Regions from separate parts of the Zea mays genome. Here region 1 is linked to region 2. A link is a contact called in public Hi-C data. All regions are on one chromosome and are shown on one strand. Each heading gives the region's core, a stretch centred on a gene start, on an enhancer-like site or on the middle of the called end of the contact. The rest is flanking DNA. Distances are from core to core; before and after follow the strand shown. Region 1 holds the start of LOC103629196 (AP2-like ethylene-responsive transcription factor TOE3). Region 2 has its middle 10 kb from the start of LOC103629193.

What was found. A called contact is a pair of places that touch in the nucleus more often than the background predicts.
Region 1: a Hi-C map of leaf shows a contact between it and region 2, with 2.0 times the contacts expected there. The contact joins the promoter of LOC103629196 here to the enhancer-like site in region 2. A contact is called at or near these places in 4 of 25 Hi-C or Micro-C datasets (bundle sheath, ear and leaf).

The regions. Positions count from the first base shown.
Region 1 is chr6:36,818,215-36,821,906 of Zm-B73-REFERENCE-NAM-5.0, reverse strand. It overlaps LOC103629196 (AP2-like ethylene-responsive transcription factor TOE3), which reads right to left and starts at 2,240. Exons shown (of 10, transcript NM_001328266.1): 1 at 1,254-2,240; 2 at 1,111-1,136; 3 at 959-989; 4 at 778-865; 5 at 555-700; 6 at 165-209; 7 at 1-61. The coding sequence starts at 1,765.
Region 2 is chr6:36,615,560-36,619,456 of Zm-B73-REFERENCE-NAM-5.0, reverse strand. No RefSeq gene overlaps it. Among protein-coding and RNA genes, the nearest start is that of LOC103629193, 10 kb to the right of the region's middle. Within about 2 kb of position 1,901, at least 17 of the 20 cell types and tissues checked have an H3K27ac peak or open chromatin away from gene starts, as enhancers often do. A contact at or near this core is called in bundle sheath, ear and leaf, where this site is marked.

The sequences.
Region 1 (3,692 bases), core at 991-3,490, 200 kb before region 2:
GTCGTACGCCCTGGGGTCACGAAACGGCAGGGAGAATCGAATATCGAGTCGGTACTCAACCCTTTGGGAATCAAAAGCCATGATAAAAGAAGAGAAATTGCAAGAGAGAAATCAAAAGGCATGGTGTATATGAACAAATGGCAGAATCGTCCGAGGTGAACAACCTTGCAGCCTCTACTTCGCTGTCGAATAGCCCAAGATATATGTACCTGCACCCAAGCCAAGCATGGCGTTCCCACCGGTGAGCTAGCTAGCTAGGACTGAGGAATTCCCTAGCCACTTCCCCTTTTTTTTATATTAATATTCCGTTTTTTTAATCTTCTGATTGAAACAACCACTGATCAAGCAAGCATATACTTTTACTGAACAATGCATGGTAAAACTAGTACTAAATCATGTGCGTGGGAGTTCATCTGGTGCGAAGTACGAACGAACGAACTCTATCGAGACTACAGCCATCAAGTGAGTGGATGGAAAGGAAAGGCACATGCAAGGATGAAATGAAATAATCTGCAGCAAAGTACAGCGCCTGCAAACGAAGTGTTGTTTCTTACTTCTTGCCGAGGAACTGCCCCATGCGCGCCTCCCAGCGGCCGCACTTGTGCAGGGTGACGCCCCTGTACTTGGAGCTGCCGCGGGAGAAGCCGGTGCTCTGCCGCCGCAGGGCGTGAACGAACTCCTCCTTGGACAGGCTCTTCATCTGGTGCACAGGGCCATGCGTGTACGTTCAGCAGATGTTTCAGTCGGTGCTAGCTGCAAGAACACTCGTGTATGTACCTGCTTCATATCGTCGTCGTAGTCGCTGAGGTTGAAGTTTATGTCGGCGTCGACGCCGCGGAACTTGATCGCCGCTCGGTCGTACGCCCTGCAGCAAGCCCGTCCCGAGAGCTAGCGGTCCATTAATCCGGCCGGTCGGTGGGGTAGCTAGACAAGGGTGGATGGATGGATTGATCGTTACCTTGCAGCGGCATGAGCAGTGTCGAATCCACCTGCGTAGATTGGCCATCGGCCAGATCACCGAATCGGTTAATTAGGCCATTCGATCGAGATCACGAACTAGTTAATAACGGGAAATTTATGCTGCAGATCGATCTGCTTATTGCTGCTCACCTAAGTACACCTGCTTCCCGCAATCCCTGCCATTTCCGAGGAACAGGACAGCACAGGAAGACGAAACATTTGGGTGTCAGAATCACAAGCGATTATTGGTCGGTAGGTGAAAGGGCGCATGGTGAGCTTGCAGTGCTACTGACCAGATGTGGGACTCCCAGCGGCCGGTGCGGCGGTAGAAGGTGACGCCGCGGTACTGCGAGCTGCGGGAGCGCGGGCCGCGGCGGCTCTTCTTGGCCTGCTGCGGCTGCGCGGGCGGCGGCGGGGGCGGGTACGGGTGCGGGTGCGGCAGGACCCTGATGTCCGGCTGCTGCTGCGGGCCGGCGCGGAAGAAGCCGAGCTCGGCCCAATGCTGCGGCGCCGGGAAGAGCTCCCGGGTGACGAGCTGCTGCTGGTGGTGGCGAGGTGGCGACGGCGTGGCGTCGCCGTCGTCGGCGTCCGCGCCGGCCGCGTCGCTGTCGCTCCTGAGGATGCTGAACTCGAGCACGGCCGGCGTCGAGCTTGACCCCTCCTCCCCCGGCGCGGGCCCCCCGCCGCCCGCCGATGCCGCCTCCGCGTTCAGCACCGACGAGCCCGAGGACCCCGAGTCGCTCGCCTCCAGCGCCGCCGATGGCTTCTCCGGCGCCACCTCGGCCACGTTCAGATCCAGCTCCATCTCCCGCTCCTCTGCTCCTGCTCCAAGATTCCAACTTGCAAGCAGCAGCCCGTCCCCAGTCGCAACTGGGCTGCTAGCTAGTAGGTAGCTACCTGGTGGCTGGCGCTGGTCTATTTCAAGAAGAAGAACCAGAGGAGGAAGAGGTAGAAACAGGAGAGTGCCGAGTCGTTCTTGCGGTACATTTAGCCTCCACGACCACGAGCTGCCTCCTCACTCCCGATCTCTGACGACCATCCTGCACGCAACCCGGAGACGGCCCTAGCCACTGTACGGTCGCTTCACGACTCAAGAACACCGTACCCCGGACCACCAATCAACAATCAGCTAAATATCCTCTCCTTCCCCTCCTCCGTTAAATATCTTCTCTGATTTGGGCAAGGGGAGTAGGGGGAGAAGAGGAGCGGTTAGCTAGCTAAAGGTTGGGTTTTTTACAGGAAAGGCGGCGGGCGCGGGGCCTTTCGGAGCTCCGGCGGTGGGCGACGGAGCTGAGGAAGAAGAGGGAAGGTGTGGCGGAGTGAGGGAGAAAAAAGAGGCGGGTGATATATAGATAGAATAGGAGAAGGAGAGTGGGGTGGGGCGTCGGTCACCGCCGGTGGCCGGTTAACCTTAAAATCCTTCCTGATTTGGGCACCCTGCGTCGTCCGATTTGGTGGGTGGCCGCCTGCGGGCCTGGATTTGTCATTTCTCCACCCCGGGACCCCAATCCGGCCATCCCAACCCACACCCACACGGCCCCGCCCGGGAATAAAAACATGGGAGTGAGAGTGAAAAAAAAAGAGGGTCAGATGATAATAATGATGATGACGATATATAGTTTGCCATGCCATGCATGTCGCGCTGGTCGAAAATATCTCCTCTCTCCGTTTTGGCAGGTGCTTCCTCCTCGGCTTCTCCTGCCTGCCTACCATAGACTAGGCTGTTTGAGGACCGTGAAGGAACAATTTCTCTTTGTTTGAGAAATGAGTCTTGCAAGCGATGAGCATTGCAAATAATGCATGTTATTATGTTAGCGTGCATGTGTACCATGTATAAGAAAAACATTTTCTACCCTCATAGATGTAATAGAGTAGAAAGACTTATTTTTTCTGTGTGTCGTGACAAGATTTTTAGGTTGTGCGGACGTCGATAGGGCACCAAACACTATTAGGGATGTCACAGGTCGAGTATAATAAATACCCGTCCACGACCGTACCCGCGGATATTAGCCATACCCACCCGCAACTGTACTCGCGGATAAAAAAATTATACTCGTGTCCGTACCCGTCGGATATCGGGTATATATATATATATATAATATAGAAAATTCCAGAAAATACAATCATAACCAGCAAAAATTCCAGAAAACTTATGCGTACATGGAACACTTCAAACAAGTCTTCATGAATTATGCGTCAACACAGGCATACAGAATATAATATGGAAACACTTTAAGTCTTCATGATACATGTTCACTAGTTTTTTAGTTTTTACGAATATCCACGGGTAACCCACGGGCGGCAAAAAATATCTGTACCCGAACCGATTTTATCACGAAGAACCTGAATCTCGCCTCCCGTGAGGGACCGCGTCGGGAGGAGAGATCCAAGGGTTTTCTTATGGTCGACAGGTCACCCAAGGCGTTTCTAGTCAACATAGAGCTGAAGAGAGGCGAAGAATTGAGGTAGAGGAAGGCTAAACTAGGGCTAACTTATTCTATTCACATGCAGACCGTTTGTGCCGTCACCGCGCACTCTAGACCGTAAGGACTATAGGGCCGGACTGTCCGGTAGCTAATTTGGTGCTCAACACATGCCCCTTCCTTTTGGTGGAGGTTGATGAACAAAAAGCATCTACACTATTAGCACCCTTCAAGAAACAACAAATCTCACAAGTCCTTTTGTTTTTCGATGTAAGAACTCAACCGATGCAGGTCACCGGCTTTTCAATC
Region 2 (3,897 bases), core at 652-3,151:
TCCGAAAACTTACACACTCGTAATGCATAGACAGCAAACAATTAAGCAAACATCACGTCGACCAAAAAATCTATCAAATTAATAAACACATTATGCTCATAATAAGAAGTGCTTGAAGCTCATGAAAGTATTCAAGAGCATCTAAAAGTAGATTATGCTCGTAGTAGAAAAGTATAAAGAAGGTTCCAAAAAGGTAAAAAAAAATATTATGTGAAATCTATCAATCTCTACTATACTTAAAGCGTCAGTTTCAACGATCGTCTCGCGTCATCTTTTTACAAATAACCCCTCACAGCTATTTCAAATTAACTCGTTGTACGTCTGTTTGGGTCTGGTTCGCGCAACCAATCTCCACGTCCCAGAACACACCTCCACATATAGATGAACAAACGGCGGCTCGGTACAGGCCAGACGCCCGCGGGCCACAGCTATGCCCAGGCACGTCATGCCGGTCTACTGACTGTGTCGGGTCGGTCCGTTAGCCCATTTGGTTAAATCAGCGTAAAATGTTATAAAACGGTGCAGGAGGTGGAGTTCAAACTCATGTCGTGATGGAAGAAGGATATAGATGAACAAACGGCGGCTCGGTACGCACCAGAAGCCCGCGGGCCACAGCTATGCCCAGGCACGTCATGTCGGTCTGCTGACTGTGTCGGGTCGGTCCGTTAGCCCATTTGGTTAAATCAGCGTAAAATGTTATAAAACAGTGCAGGAGGTGGAGTTCGAACTCATGCCGTGATGGAAGAAGGACGAGAGACACTAGGTAAAGCTGTCTAACCAGTAGAACATCATTCTCAAATGTTTTAAATATTGAATGTATATATATATATGTATATACGTTTTTTGTAAAATAAAAAAAATAGTGCCGGGCTAGGCCAGCACTACGGACCGAGGCTACAACCCAAGCACGACACGACGTTCTTGGCTCTTGCAAGCATTAGATCGTTTCTGAGACCACATTGACGCAATGAATTTTATGGTGTTTGAGGTTACTGAATTGGATGGAGCAACAATGGTTTTTCACACTAACAGTAAAATGAAAGGTTATTTGTTGGTTTTAAACATTAGTAATTGATATGAAGTAGCATAATTTATATGGAGCGCATCCAGTTTTTATTGATGCCTGACTTTAGCAACCACTCCATATTTTGATCTATCTTTTTTGTAAGTTTGAGTTCATGTGACTTATTTTAGAAACTTGAGCTCACAAACATTCTCTTATTTGGTCTCTGTATGGTGGATTATGTTATTCTATAATCTCTGTTCGTTCAGTCAGTCGTTGTGAACTCTCTTCTAATCGCTCACTTTATTGGCCGTATTGTACCGAGACAGATTGGATGGAGTAAACAATAACATCAGTTAGTCAAATCAAAAAAATATTATACGAAGAGCGGAGGCAATCAATAAAAAATTTTGAGATTTTTTTAGTGGATAGTTTACGTGGTTATTGTTGTAAGCCGTCGCAGCGCACGGACAACCGACTAGTTTAAGTTAAAAGGAAACATAGGTTTCTATAACTAAACTTTGTGTGGATTCTAATCTAATCTTGAGAAGTTTATATATATATATATATATATATATATATATATATATATATATATATATTAGAATCATTTGTTTTCTCAGTACTTTTTATCCGTAATCGAAAATATAAAAAAATTTAGGACGCGTGGCACTTGATTTCCAGGTCGAATTTGCCTGCCGCCGGTTGCCCGGATCCTCCGTCGGTCCGTCCGTCCTCGTATACATAGAGTCATAGACCACGGACCTTCCGAGTCCGGAAAGCTCCGTCGGCACCACCGGTAGCCTACTTTTGTGCCTCTCCGCCGGACAGCGACGCCACTGCGGGGCCGGGGCCCACTGTACTTGGTTCTTTTTAATGATTTCCCTCTCGTCGCATCCCGTCGCCGTCAAACGCTGCCGTGTGTGTGGACGGCACTGCTGCGTCTGTGTGGTGCTAGGTTCCTCTCGCTAGCTCTTGTTGCACCGTCAAGTCGTCGGCGGCGGCTCGGCGCACCACATCCTCCATCTGTCCGTTCCCATCCCTCCGTTCTAAATAACCATGGATGCCTGCCTTTCAAAGTTGAAACAGGTTTCCGTTTGAAGCAAAGCAAGCCCAGCCGAGCACGGGTCTGATGACTTGTCCTGTTCCGCTGACCTTCTAGCTAGGAAGAGATTTTCTCTATCTAGGCAAGAAAAACCCATTGGTAGGACCATTATTTCGTTCGTCTACTTTTACAACGAAAACTTCCCCATTGTCATTAGATTCTAGGCCCGTCCTGACTTTTGCTCCCGTCTAGTGCAGCTGGTTTCACATGTGTGCTACTCCCATCGTATCTCAAATATCTATACTTCACGTGTGCTACTCCTATCGTATCTCAAATATATATACTACTCTATTAAGACAATAATGTCAGCGTGCACACCCTGGTGCCCCCCCCTATCCCCGCCCGAGCGCCCCCGCCTCGCGTTCCCCTCTCCACGCAGCCACTCCCAACCGCGATAGGCGTCGTCACTGGGCCCCTCACGCTCCTCCTCTCGCCACCACCAGGCCCCTCATGCTCCTCCTCGCATCGCCACCGACCCCACCCCAGATGCACCCCCACCCCACCAAAGACCTATTCTCGCGCCACCACAGGCCCTGCCCGATGCCGCCCAATTCATACGTCGCTGCTTTGTTTATGTGATTTGTCTCCCGATACCCATGATATGATTAACCTGTTTATGTGATTTGCAAAAGAAAATGCAATGAGTATGCGCCTTTGTGAAATAATAAATTTAACTATGCATTAACTCTTTTCAAAGGCACCACAACAATTTTTGTTGGTTGATTGCATAGAATAATCTCGCTTATTAGTTAAAATTGTGATTTTGTGGGGTATTTTTTTGGGCTGCTATCGAACATGTCAAGAATGAATAATGCTACAGATCTGCTCATGGGTAGCTAGAACATCTTCATTAATTTTGCTCTTTAATTCTAATCTAATGGATATCACAAAATCTTGGGGAGTTTTTTATTATTTCCCATCAGTATGATAACTAGAACATATTCAACAGTTTTGTTGTGTTCATCAAAACACGATTACTTTCAAGTCTTCATCAAAATAAGGTTACTTTCAATTTACTTTTTTTCTCACTCTCTTCCTCGATCATCGTTTTTTTTCCTTTGCCTGATATGGATGCTACTCGTGCTGAACGCCAGGTTCCTTCTTTTCCATACTTTGACAAGATTTATTTTTGATTTTTTAAAATTCAGACCCGAATGATAAGTAAACACTTGAAGTCGGCAATCCTAATATATATATATATATGTATGTATAGGGTGATGGTAATTGGAGCCCTGGGCTTCCATTAGTATGGGAAGCCCCAGTCAGGTATATCTACGCGCGCTCGATCTGGTTCTGGTTCTGGTTCTGGCTCGAGCGGATTGCAGCGTAAAACGTGACCTAAAACAGCGTAAATGAGTACGAAATTTAGCGTAAATCTTATATCTGTTTTGTAACAGCAAACGAGGCCTAAAATTACGGCGTAAAAATCGCATGCAGCCGATCGTGCGCGGGTTCTGGCTCGGGCGGATTCCAGCATAAAACGTGATCTAAAACAGCGTAAATGAGTACGAAATTTAGCGTAATTCCAAAATCTGTTTTGTAACAGCAAACGGAGCCTAAAATTACGGCGTAAAAATCGTGTGCACCCGATCGTGCGCGGGTTCTGGATCGGGTGGATTCTAGCGTAAAACGTGAACCAAAACAGCGTAAATGAGTACAAATTTTATCGTAAATCATCGATCTGTTTCGTAACGACAAATGGGTCTCGAATTACGGCATGAAAATCGCCACAGGCGCTGTCTCGGGCGGATTTCGGCATAAAACGTGAACCAAAACAGCGTAAATGAGT